Regions from separate parts of the Mus musculus genome. Here regions 1 and 2 are each linked to region 3. The links are chromatin contacts, called in public Hi-C and HiChIP or PLAC-seq maps. All regions are on one chromosome and are shown on one strand. Each heading gives the region's core, a stretch centred on a gene start, on an enhancer-like site or on the middle of the called end of the contact. The rest is flanking DNA. Distances are from core to core; before and after follow the strand shown.

Region 1 (4,106 bases), core at 547-3,046, 110 kb after region 3:
CTGTGTTCCTTGGAGTCTTTAGTTTCCATTGCCATCTGTGATATTAGGACATTTTGTCTATTTTATCATGAGTCCAAACCGGATATTTCTCACTGTAGAAAAAGCCTTCTTACTGAGCAAAACTCTAATTCAGTTGGTAATCCCTAATATACCAAGGACGCATAGGTGCATAGACAGCATGGACTTGGACTGAAGGTTCATGTGGTCCAGGCCAATCTCAGAAGAGCTCTTCATAATCCCATGGTAGAATTATTATCAAAAGAAGCAGGCATTGTAGAGCGAAGGTCTCTGTGTCAGTGCAGTTCCCCGACATCGTTTAGATGCACTCACAAAACTCCATGAGAGATCTACAAATACCTTAGCGTGGAAGGCAAAGACGTTGCCTGGCAAACCGCAGGCCACTGCCAAGGCCACTACAAGCTGTTGCTTGTTCCTTGTTGACTCTCCTAACATTCTCCTTGCAACAAGAGAGTAATAAATCTCTTGCTGGTTGTCAGATGTTAGTGAGTGTTATGTTTGTTTAAATAAACCCATCGAAGAGCAAGGTTAATGTGTAGCATCTGGAAGGCAAGGAATAGGCTAATTGCTGAGGAGCCAGGAAAGGGTTGAGAGAAGAAGTCAGAGGTCAAGTGTGTCCCAGGGAGCAAGAATGAATAGAGTGGGGCCTTTCCTTGCAATCTGGGGTTGAGGTAATGTTAGTTAAATACTAAACTCCCCTTCCAGCTAGGGCCTCTCTTGGTTAGGTGGGAAATTACTCATTAAAGGGACACACTTTAAACAGTGCCGTTGGGTCTCACACACACCTGAACAGACACCAGCTAATACTTTAGAACAAAGCTCCATTCCATTACTATTATAATCTACACAGTACCTTCTGTGTACCAGCCACTGGGCTTTGTACTGCATGCATGTTTTCCATTCTCTTGTTTATTTTTCTAGTAGTCCTGTATCAGATACCAGGCTCATGTTTATATGTTATCATTTTAAGTTTCCTATTAGTTCTATGTAACCATGGGGTTCACTATGACATTTTCATACATGGCTGTAGTGCATTTTGTCATCTCTGTGTCCTCCCATTATTCTCCTGTCCCCCTCCTGCTCATCTCTTTCTTTCTCAACTAGACCTTCTTTCACATTCTTGTCTTTTCTACACGTTTGTTTTCTTCACCTTCTTAGTTGTGCCTTAGTGTAGCTTTCATGGTATTCATTTCAGAGATGAAGACATCTTTTTGTCATATCCCATGGGAACTCAGCCCCATCTTTGGTTCTGTAGCCCAGACTTTTGCAACTGCATTCTACAGATGGAGTAAGACATCCATCCAAGATCTGTGCACAAGATAGATACATTTTTTTTTTTTCTGCTCAGGGCTGGTCCTTGTCCTTTTGAGGTTAACAACAACCAATGTGTTTCTTTACCACATGTCCCTGGTTACCAAAGTCAGATGCAGAACCTTGGGCTGCCCTGCAATTTGATCTGGCCCCACTGTGAGATCTTTCCTATCCTTCTGTTCTTTGGTCTCACAGTTTACAAAACAACACTACATCAATCCAGTTTATGCTGGCTCGAGTTCTAAGAGAAAGTACATTGCCTGACATGCAGAGTAGAGAGAAGATAAGAAAGTTAGGTTAAAAACAAACTTTGTGAGAGCTTTGTTTTGTCACAAGGGACCTAGTCACATGGCACCTTAAAATAATCCAAGTCATAGAAATGAAGAGTGGTTTTAAGGGCGTGCAGTATGAATCACCCATGCTCTATAGAGAGCTTTAAAGTAAAGCTGAAAGTGGCTTGCATGGTCATTCTTCACTCAGGAGTGGTACCAACACTCCTGACGTGGAGCCTATCCAGTGGGATGAGCCAAGTGTCAGGGACTCCACACTTCTCTGCCAGCCAGTCACCTAGTAGTTCTCCCAAGCTTGGGGTTTTCCTGATTCCGAGCTAAAGTTTTCCTTTGTCCCATTTTATCTTATTTTTCCTCCTTTATACCCTTGGGTCTCTGACTCATTCTGGCTTTAGAAGTTTCCATTCTTTCAAAAACTCTGGAAGTTTTCGGGACTTTTTCCATTGGAATTTCCCTAGCGTCCATCAGTGCTGTCCTAAATGGTCATTACATCTTCATCTGCTTCTGTGTTGGGGACCAGAAGAGTGAAGCCTAGAGTCTAGAGCCCTAAAAGAGCCTGGCTGAGCTTTCTTTACAGCTCCCCTTTCATAATTGCAATTTCTTGTTTGCATGCATGTGTATACAGGTGTGTGTGTGTGTGTGTGTGTGTGTGTGTGTGTGTGTACACATGTAGAAGTTGGAAGTGAATTTCAGTCATTACCCACGCACTCATCTTTGACTCAGAGCCTTTACTTGTCTCTAACCTATCAGGTAATGGAGGCTCCTGTCTCTACTCCCCAGAACTGGAATTACAAGCAGGTGACAAAGCACCTAATATATTCATGGTGCGTGTGTGTGTGTGTGTGTGTGTGTGGGGGGGGTCATACTTAACAGCTTACTGGCTGACTTTTCTCTTCAGCTCCTAGTATTTTTTTTTTTTTTTTTTTTTTTTTAGTGTTGTGATTCTCAGGGCTGAGAAATAGCTCAGTGCATAAAGAACTTGTCTCAAAAGCATGAAGAGCCTGAACTTACATCCAAAACTCAGTAGGCATTGTAGATCTAGGCACTTGTAATTCTAGATTTTGAGAGGAAGAGATGGAGAATCCCTAGGCCCGGCTGGCTAGCTCAATTAGCTGGAAAAACCAAGTTCCAGGCTCAGCAAGAGAACTAAGTAAATTCAGTAGATATCAACCAGGAAAACACACACACACACACACACACACACACACACACACACATACTCGCACAAGAGCACAAAAAAGGGTTGGGATAAATATATGCTAATAATGGAGAAGGATGAATGCCTATCTCAAGGCTCTCAACTTACTTGGCAACATACATTCTGTCCTACGCATTTATAACTTCCTTGAATCTGATTCCTTTAGTAGGAAAGAGTTGCAATCTCTGAATAATTAAGTTACTCTCTCTTTTTAACCTGCAATCTCAGTTCTCAAAAAACTTCACATAACATTGCCACTGCACAATGCACCTTATTCTAATCCTGTCACCTCCAGTACTACCTGACATATTACAATGAGAATGTGTGTTCTAGCAGAAGTAAATCATTCTAAAAATTAGGAAGCAGCTCTCAGAGTAAGACGCAGGTGAAGAATCTCGAAGGAAATGAGGGGTGAGACTGAGCATAGGTAGCACACACACGTATGAAGCTGAGTCTAAATCTAGTAGGACTTAACACGAGTTACTTAGGGTCTTGGCTATTCAGCTTCTGTGGTGGGGAAATGAGGATAACAGATCTCTTTTTGTGGTTGTCAAGTAGTACAGCGTTTAGTCCATTGGCAATGAAGAACTGTTGCCTGTCCCTTTCTTTATCTGGGGCAGGGTTCTGGAGGTAAGAGAGAAGAAAAGAAAGGCATTAGTGCTCCATTCTGTGTCATTTCTCTTCCTGGCTTTGCTGTCTTAACCACACTTGTTTGCTGGAACAGGAAAAATTTCAACTTCAATAGTCAGTCTCCACTTAGTGCCTATGCTGGTCCTGGGATAAATCGTAAGGGCGCTTGGGCAGGCAGTATTGCGGACAATCCTGTGCTGGGAATGGCCCGTGGACATTTGTTACTCTCTCATCTCCAGCATCTGAATGGGACTCCCACTTGGTTTCCTGAGTGAATTCCAATTACTTTGTAGAGACCAGAATCTCCTGTCAATACTGTACCTGCCTTCTTATAGAAGCAGAGCCCAAGTGGTAGCCTGGACTTTAGAGTTTATTCGCCATCTTCATTATTTTAACCTACTGTCTAAATGTCCTTGATTCAGAAGGCCTTGATGTCTGTACAGTTCTGACTAATCACATCCCATGAGTATGCTTTACTTATGGTGTTGATATGAAATGCCCTTTAAAAGGAGCATGCACTGAAAGTGTGGACCTCAGCTGGTAGTTCCAGGTATTGCCACATTATTTTTATCATGAGACCTATGATATTCACGATGAGTGAATCCTTTGATGGATCACAAGACAGCATGTTGGGACATGATGAAAACCAGAAGGACCAG
Region 2 (4,383 bases), core at 474-2,973, 100 kb before region 3:
ACTAGAATCTGACATGGATTCGATTATCCTGTTTTATGTTATACCATTAATTCTACTTCTTGTTTTAAATGGGTTTGTAACATCTTTTTAAATATATTCAGTAAGTTTAACAATTGAAATGTTTTTTAGGAAACTTTGCAAACTGTATGCAAATGCCAAATAAATAGTAATATAGATGAAGTGACTTGTGTAGCAGAGTGTAGGCCCTAATTTAAGTGTTCAGCAAGTCTTTCAAGTGTGAATTTTCTCTGAGGCAACAGGTCAAAGGATTAAATTAATATTGTATTCCATTTATGATTAGACTTTTACTAGAGTTAAACTATTTCTGGTTTTAAAGCTAACATGTGAAACCTGTTAAACTTTTTTCTGCTGTTAGGAAACAAAGAACTGTATTTGCCCTTTTTGATCTTTTAGGGCTCTCTAAGTACCGGCCGTCCGGCTCCAGATCCTCCTTAATGCCCCAGCATTCATTAGGCTGTGACATCACACCACCCACAAAACCCCAGTGGAGTATGGAGCTGTCCCGAAAGGGAGCAGGTACACTTGCTTGTGTTTGTTTGTTTTGTCTCAAGAAAATTACATTTAGAGTTAATTTATCAATTAAAAAATACTGGGAAGATGGAGAACTTAGTTTTCTTGCAATATATTGGTTTTATATTATGTAATTTAAAGACTATTTCAGATTAGTGTTTATCTGTTTCAGAAGTTTGTGTTTCTGTTAATAGGAAATTTATAAATAACAAAAAATAATGAAAAGTATTCTTTATTATGTTGTTGTAATTAGCTACTGTAATAATGAAATCACTCGCTCTTTCCTTATAGTCGGAAGTTAAGTGTAAACCTCAGATCCTGTCACTGCACCTTCACGCAATCCACAAATAAATCACCCAGAGCCCAGTCAGGATTGCTGTTCCATTCACGAAAATGCAGTGCTAGACCTGTACTTAGAGTATTTCATACAGGATTGTCAAGATGGCTTTCTGGGAAAGATGGGTTCTGCCAAGCCCGACAGCTGAGTTTGATCCTCAGATCCCACATGATGGAAGGAGAGAGTTGAACACACACAAACACACACACACACACACACACACACAGACCGAGACTGAAGATGGCTTTCTGGGAAAGATGGGTTCTGCCAAGCCCGACAGCTGAGTTTGATGGGTTCTGCCAAGCCCGACAGCTGAGTTTGATCCTCAGATCCCACATGATGGAAGGAGAGAGTTGAACACACACAAACACACACACACACACACACACACACACACACACACCCCGAGACCACACACACACACACACACACACACACACACACACACACACCCCGAGCACACACACACACACACACACACACACACACACACACACCCCGAGCACACACACACACACACACACACACACACACACCCCGAGCACACACACACACACACACACCCCGAGCACACGCACACACACACCACACACACACACACACCCCGAGACCGAGACCGAGAAAGTTTCCATTGACTAGGCTTGCTTAAGTAGTTCCGCCCAGCTGTACTTATTCATGCATTTTACACGGTCTCCTCAGTTCCTATTGTTTTATTCCTAAGTCTCAGGTCTTATTGTGTTCCTCAGTTACTAATCAAGCAAAGATGAGAATCCAAATAAATAGCACCTGTCAGATGCTATGAGCTACCAGGAAACCAAGATGACGGTTTCCAGGCGTTTAAGGAAAGAATTACGAGAGAAAGCCACATAGTGATGTCACTTGTGAAGACTGGGGTTTCCAAAGTCATCAGTAACCCTTGAGCAGCTATGGCTATGGGCTTATGCCTCCGTGGCTGGATCTTGCTTTGATACAGAAGAGTAATGCTTATCCATGTGAGGAAGGAGCTCAGGGACCAACTGTGATTAATAAGTAGACTTCAGCCAAAAGCAACAGCTCAGAATACTTCAGTGTTAAGAACACAGATCATTGTCTGCCAAAAGCTTTTTGTGAGGTGTGTGTGTACCTTTATTGTAGTAGATTCACACAATATGTTTCAGAAGGAATCCAGCTGGGACTTGGCCTTGTATTTCCATGAGTGAAGGGCTTGGGGGATTAATTCTTTGGCTCCTTCTCCCATTTTCTCCTTCCTCACTTCTCTCACCTCTCTTTTTGCCCTTTCCCTCCTTACTCCTTCGTGTGTGTGTGTGCGTGTGTGCGTGTGCGCGCACGTGTGTGTGCATTTTGAATTTCAAATATAGCTTTTCCCTAACACATTGATACACTGGAAAAAAGGTAACTGTGTGAAACATAAGAAAAGCTCTTTGATAGACTACAAATAAGCAATAGAAGTACCTTCCTTTCTCATTTGGACTTTTATTTATTTGCATGAATGTGTGTGCACGTATGTCACAGTGCACATGGAGAGGGCAGTTTCAGCCTTGGTGGTAAGCATCATCAACTGCTGAGCCATTCTGCTGGGCCCAGGGAGTAAAGTTTCACTCCTAACTGGTGTGACAGTATTCCTGTAGGAGCATCACTCACAAATCACCTTTTGGGATCAAGTAAGTTAGAGGTGGCCATGTGTGGGAGTGAGATTGGTCTGTGGCTGAGTTAGGGTCCTGAGAGAAAGAGAAGAGTGGTAAGGGAAGCTGTGGCCTCCCTTCCATTTGCAAACTCGAGAGGAAGGAGCACACGTGGGCTTTGGGGGGACATGTCCAGCTGAGGTCTCTTTCATTCATGCTCGCTAAAACGTATGGAAATGTTTGCTCTAGTTGACTCCAAACGGAGAGATGGCATATAAAATCTAGTAGACTTGCAGCTCTTTTCGAAGTGCTTAAGTGAAACTCCTTCAGCAGGGTTGCTCTACTCGTGTGCTGTTTCCTCGGGTTCCGAGCTGTTGAGTGTGGGTCCCTTGCTTCCTCTGCTCACAAAGTGAAGCGACATCTCATATGTCTTAATGACTTAGAGCCAAGGACCCAGATGATATTCAAGAACAGAAATGTGTTACAAACCTCATCTAGGAGAGATAGAAACAAACGATGCCGCTCTAAGGGAGCTGAAGGAGAGAGGCTTATTTTGTTAGTAGAGGACAGTGATGATGTACTTTTAACGCCTCCTACACACACACACACACACCACACACACACACGTGCACATTTGAAACACACACAGCTCCAGGTACACACACACACACACACACACACCCCGAGGCCTGCAGCGGGCCCCCCCACCCCCTGCATTCTCCCTCTTCTTGTGTATGAGGGTAAAAAAGATGTGTTAAATGCGTATGATTTTGTGCAGGTGGTAGGGCAGGCTGTGGGATAACCAAGGAGAGGTGTGAAAATGGTCCCTTCACCCACTCCCTTTCCCTGCCCCTGTCCCGAAGGAAGGAAGAGAATAGGCAGGAAGGGCCCAGTGGTTCTGAGAGAGACAGGTTTGAGCATCATAGATCTCCCTCCCAGCACTGAGCCCCCTTTCTTCCACTGCAAGGTTGCAGGCATCAGGACTGTCTCCTGGGTTTATTTAGTGATGGCAAGAATGAGAAACAGAGGGCTAGGGGGTGATGGTGGAGCAGATGAAACTCCCTAGTGATTTCTGGGGGGAAGAGGGGAGTCTTGCAGCTGCCTTGCTCAGGCTGCTGGGTTATGTAATGCCTTCTTGCATAATTCAGAAAATACAACTCTAGTTCTTGAAATCTTACTTTGAAATTAAAACAATTTGTTTTTCAAAGCTTGTATGCTTTCCCTAGAGATCTTTTTTTGGAACTCAAGATGAAAAACAGACTTTTTTTTTTTTTAATCTTTAGATTACAATGATGTATTTCAACATCTTATTTTTCTATTTAATCTAAAGAACCAAAGAGCAGAATTCATGTCTTTTCTAACAAACTATAGACTTTGTATTGAATATGAACGTATACCTAATATAAATGAAGTCAATAAAATTAACAGATTGTTCAGTGTTTCTTACATGTTCTTATTAGATGGACTGTTGAGCTTGCAAGTTAGGCTTTTATTAAGTACATTTGTTTGTTTCAGATCTGTTATATTGACTACAGCTTGTTTGTTTAACATGATTTTACATTGGGCAGAACAATTGGGAATATCTTTTGCATAACACAAATGAACATCTTACAGGATTTTGAATTATGTGTGTCTCGATCTCTGAAATAGAGAAGGTGTTTCAAATCACTAAAGGGGTTTTGACGAGCCGAGCCCATCCTCCTCGGTCCTCTGCCCATGAGAGTGTATTTGTGACATCAGTGCCCACAGGAAGCCCACAGCAGTCCTTTTGATGGTTACCTTTTAAATTTATACTCCCGTCTATAGCTTCTCTCCCTCCCCTTTGCCATATATGTTCGTCACATTTTTATCTGTAGTTATTAGTTGTTAACACAATTGAGTTCCTTGTGACTT
Region 3 (4,455 bases), core at 1,038-3,537:
ATTCGATGCCAAGATAAGGCTATCCTCCTGACTGCCTAATCTATAATGATTACCTTGTAGTAAAAATCTGCTTGCTTTCTGTCTTGCCCAGCAGCCCTGTTGGGGGTGGAGACATGAGAATTGCTGAGGACTTCTGGCTGCTAGCCTGGCTCGGGCTTCAGTGAGACTCCCTATTTCAACAGAATAAGGGACAGAGTAATAAGGAAGGACACTCAAAGCCCTTCTGTGGCTTCCACACATGGAAAGCACATATACCTTCATATACATATGCACATATAAAACACACACACACACAATTTGCTTAACTATAGCTAGATGGTGTGTATGCATTTAGACACCTGTGTATATTCTTATATGTGTATGTGCATGTTTATGTGTACACATGTATGTGTATGTACATGTGTATGTGTGTGCATGTGTATATTTGTATATATGCACGTGTATGTAGGTGTGTGCATGCTCATGTGTGCATGCTTTGTCCAGTCCCTGATGCACAGTGATCTGGGTGAAAATACAATTCTTTGGCAGAATGGCTCACAGAAACAGTGGCTCATCTTGATCCTTTTCGATCAATGGGTAATCCAGTGCTGTACAGATCATGATATACGTGACCAACTTGCTCTCACGCTTTGTGGCCCCCTCTCTCCTGCACAGCTAGTTTGCTTTCCATAAAAATAAAACAACAAAATACAAAATGATCTTCAGTTTCTGAGCTGTATTTTTTTTTCCTTCCAAGGAGAGCCTAGGTTTTCTTAGAGATGGGTTTCTATGTCAGAGAAAGTCTCAAGTTTCTGGGACCTACAGGCTGGGGAGGCTGGAGAGAAAAGGAGGCCATTTGTTTTCAGATCCTCTGTAGCATGCAGGGTACACTGAAATAACAGTGCAGACCCAATGATTTCCTTTTGGTTTACAGATTTCCCTGAGAACAGCAGATTTGCATCTCGAGATGGAATATATAGTAGAAAAACCTTACATGGGGTTAACATCTTTTAGAAGCCTTGCTAAATAATGAACTCCAGATCAGTTTAGCTTGGCATACAGACTAAAGCAAGAGGCTTGTAGATAAATTCATAGCCTGCCCGCTCTGCGAGAGTCCAAAGCTAAGAGGATCCTAGAAGAGCCACTGAGTGTCTGGCAGTGTCTCTTCTTCTTTTCAATGAGCTGTTTACTAAATTCTAGAGTTTCTAATGAAACCCAGGCTTACTCTGCGATCCACGTAAACAAGCTCTTGGCTTTTGTGCTATCGGGTTTTATGCGAGCAGAGCCACGGGGGCTTCCTTTAAGCAGTTGCTGCCTGGAAGGTTCCTGTTTGTTTACGTATGCACATATGTGCTCTGCAAGAATGATCGTCAAGGGGCCCGGTAGGGGAAAGCCAAAAACAAGCCTCCCCTCATTTGAATCCTAAAGGCATATAATATGGAAACGACTTTCCGATTTAGAGGCTTCTAAATTTGGTGTGGTTGCCAAGTTGCAAAATTGCTTAGGATAGAAGCTTCAACACACACAAGAGCCTCCCGGGACAGTCTCTTCAAAGGAGATGCGCATTTGACAGGAATTCTTGCAGCCATTGCCACTTTCAAGCTAAATTCAAGGCTAATGAAGCTCCCTCCCCTACTGTCCTTTATGCCTGCGTCCTACCCCACCCCCACTCCACAGACAAGCTGACTTTTGTCAGGAATGGGTAGAGACTGGAATGATATTGTCTGTTTCTCATACTCAGAAGGGCTTTATGCAGCTTAAGCTGGCAGCCCCAGTATTTTGATAAAAGTTACTAGTGTAAAATTTAACAACATGAAGGGAAAATAATGTTATCTCTCGTGTGAGTTGCAATTTTGGAAGCTCCCATTGTGTGAAGCTCCCAAGGAATCAGAAGTAGCTGACAATGTATTTATATAGATACAGGGTCATTCCAACTGCCAGAAAAATAAACAAATGGTAAAGACAGAGATTTGTTTGGTTTATAAATTGTACCCCCCCCCCTTGTTTAAAAAAAAAACCCTGAAGTTGGGGGGTTGAGGGCATCAAATAACTACATAGTAAACGCTTCGAGCTGATGGGAAATTCTGGGCAGCTCTGATTCATTTTTATCGGATAAAGTACATTTGGTTTCTCTTTTGACAAACCATGTATTTGAGAGGGAAGAAAAAAAAAATCGAACATGCACTGTTATTGGCCACAGCTACACAAGAAGTCCTCCGGTTGCCAAAGGATACCACATGAAAGTGTCTGTTCAAGGGGAGGGGCCGGTCGGGGGGTGGGGCCAAGAAGGATGTTGCCTTAAGCCTCTTCTGCTCAGAGTTGCAATTTGTGAACCAACTGTGATGAAATCGAGCTCTGCACGAATCAGATGCGCCTGTCAACTTCCCAGGTGGGATTGCTTGGAGTTAACAGCCTGAACGCAGAGCCCCGAAAGCAGAGCATTCAGGGCAAGCAGAGAACACCCTGCAGAGGTTTTCCAAGAATCCCTCGGCATGGCAAGACAAGGCTGTTTCGGGTCATACCAGGTAGGAGGATGGTACGGTGACTAGCGAGGTGCCGAATCTCTCCGATCACTACCATTTGAATTCGATTTTTTTTCTTTTTTCTTTTTCCTTGTTCAAATTCAGACATCATCTGAGAATGCCTTTCCGAATTGGCAGGATTCGGGTTGTTAGGGTCATCTGAACTGCTTCCATGCACTTTGAATGCATCTAATCTAGTTGTGTTTGACAACTTGATCTCCTTATCCCCTTAGGTAATATCCTTGTTCACTTTTGCCATCGGCGTCAATCTCTGCTTAGGATTCACAGCAAGTCGAATTAAGAGGGCCGAATGGGATGAAGGACCTCCCACAGGTAAGAGTATCCGTTATTAGCAGTTTTGTTTCTTTAACAGTACTGTGCAGGGCGATACATTTAGCCCAAGGTGAGAATAGGTTATCGCTTTAATGTTGGAGAAGGATGGGGCTGACAGGTTCCACGTGGTGGTACAGAGGGTTGAGACGGCTGTGTTGTGTAAAGTACATTATTTGCTATCAGAAAGTTCTATCCTAGGAATGAGAAAAAAGGAAGTTAAAAAAGGCAATAAACTTTTTTTTTTAAAAGTGAAACTAGAAATTTATTTATAACTTTGGGACTAAGATTTACTGAGACTAGGGGAACCCTCAAGGTGAGTTTAGAGAGGAGATCTGTGATCGCTGTGTTTCCTTCTGGAAGAAGGCAAGGTGAGTTTTCGGAGCTGACTTAACTAACACAGCTGGAGTGAATGGGGCTCCTTTGCAGTGGGCTGTACCCAGCGGAGTGGGGCTTCATAAAGGAACGTTTGTGCAGGCTGAGGGGGCCTAGCTGACCTGGTCTTAAGCAATGGCTTGGTTAATTTCCTGGAAATTGGAGCTGCTGATGGTTTCAGAATTAAAAATTGCATTCGAAATGACAGGTACTCTAGGGGGCAATATTTTCTTCCCTTTCTCTGACATCACAGTATGTCTTCTGTCTCCCCGGGAATTTGGTGTTTCTCTGTGTTTCTTGATTGGCACTCTATGAAACACCACCTGCCTTTATACCACCATAAATGTGTATTATTAAATGAGGCATAGTGGAATACTGAATCTTCCACATGGCAAGTTATCTGACTTAGGCTTGAGAAGAAGGTTGAAGGTACAGTAGGTGATGAGGGTGAAGGAGCTGCAGTGTGTTTTGGAGAAAGAATGTGAAAACAGATCTTAAAAAACTGTGGCCCCGGGGAGCCTGAGGGACAAAACTGCATTGTGTTTCTTTGGGGAGAGAGGAGAGGGATTGCTGGGCCAGAAGAGAAGGCTGTTTTTATTGGAGGCAAACACTGTCTTCAAAGCCTTCTTTTTGACCCTCGCTAAGGCTGATTGTGACAGGGGACTAGGTCCTTGGCCTGAGCATGCAGCTCTGACAGCCCATGGCCGGGTCTTTCCACTGTGCGGAAAAGGAACCAATTTTCTGCTTTCTTTAAATGATAGTGGCAGGAATCGATGCTGTTTCTTTGATGACTGCATTATTTTCAAACTTGGCCATTATTTTTTTTTTTGGACTATGGATCATCAAAGTACCAGCCTGGGACCCTGAGTCCATATTAATAAGTGCTCCTTTCACAGGCAAGTCACTTGTAATGCCTCAGCCCTCAGCAATGAGCATCAGTTTAGAAGACTTTATCTTCTAGATTGTTAAAAATAAAATAATAAAAAAACATTTCCTCCATCCTGTTTCATCTCCTATTAAATGTGTGTGATCTCTACCAGAAAATGTGAAAAGTATGGATTAAATGTATTAGTCCCTGAAAACACTGCTCATATAATAAACTACTTCCATATGTTGTAGGGAATAGATACAAGACAAGTAATGTCAATATTACTTCTGGAAACTAGTCTAGTCTACAGTACTGCTGATCAATTAGATAGCGTTAGACCTACTACAGAGTACTGCTTCTTGACTTGTTAATGGAATCAGT

The links. A called contact is a pair of places that touch in the nucleus more often than the background predicts. HiChIP or PLAC-seq counts read pairs in DNA pulled down with a chosen protein or histone mark.
Region 1: an HNF4G HiChIP or PLAC-seq map of pancreatic cancer cells shows a contact between it and region 3. The contact joins the enhancer-like site here to the promoter of Enpp2 in region 3. A contact is called at or near these places in 1 of 39 promoter capture datasets (liver), 1 of 484 Hi-C or Micro-C datasets (nephron progenitors), 2 of 115 datasets of contacts at active chromatin or transcription factors (embryonic stem cells and pancreatic cancer cells) and 2 of 9 other capture datasets (adipose tissue and pancreatic islet).
Region 2: a contact with region 3 is called in a Hi-C map of muscle stem cells, with 2.2 times the contacts expected there. The contact joins the enhancer-like site here to the promoter of Enpp2 in region 3. A contact is called at or near these places in 4 of 39 promoter capture datasets (cranial neural crest, embryonic stem cells and liver), 4 of 484 Hi-C or Micro-C datasets (cerebral cortex, cochlea, muscle stem cells and 1 more) and 3 of 9 other capture datasets (adipose tissue, liver and pancreatic islet).

Annotation. Positions count from the first base shown.
Region 1 is chr15:54,807,296-54,811,401 of GRCm38.p6, reverse strand. No RefSeq gene overlaps it. Among named protein-coding and RNA genes, the nearest start is that of Ccn3, 63 kb to the right of the region's middle. Within about 2 kb of position 1,796, at least 52 of the 459 cell types and tissues checked have an H3K27ac peak or open chromatin away from gene starts, as enhancers often do. A contact at or near this core is called in adipose tissue and pancreatic cancer cells, where this site is marked.
Region 2 is chr15:55,018,356-55,022,738 of GRCm38.p6, reverse strand. Taf2 (TATA-box binding protein associated factor 2) reads left to right here. Exons shown (of 26, transcript NM_001081288.1): 25 at 415-537. Among named protein-coding and RNA genes, the nearest start is that of Gm2491, 34 kb to the right of the region's middle. Within about 2 kb of position 1,723, at least 6 of the 459 cell types and tissues checked have an H3K27ac peak or open chromatin away from gene starts, as enhancers often do. A contact at or near this core is called in muscle stem cells, where this site is marked.
Region 3 is chr15:54,917,978-54,922,432 of GRCm38.p6, reverse strand. Enpp2 (ectonucleotide pyrophosphatase/phosphodiesterase 2) reads left to right here and starts at 2,287. Exons shown (of 25, transcript NM_015744.4): 1 at 2,287-2,504; 2 at 2,735-2,834. The coding sequence starts at 2,472.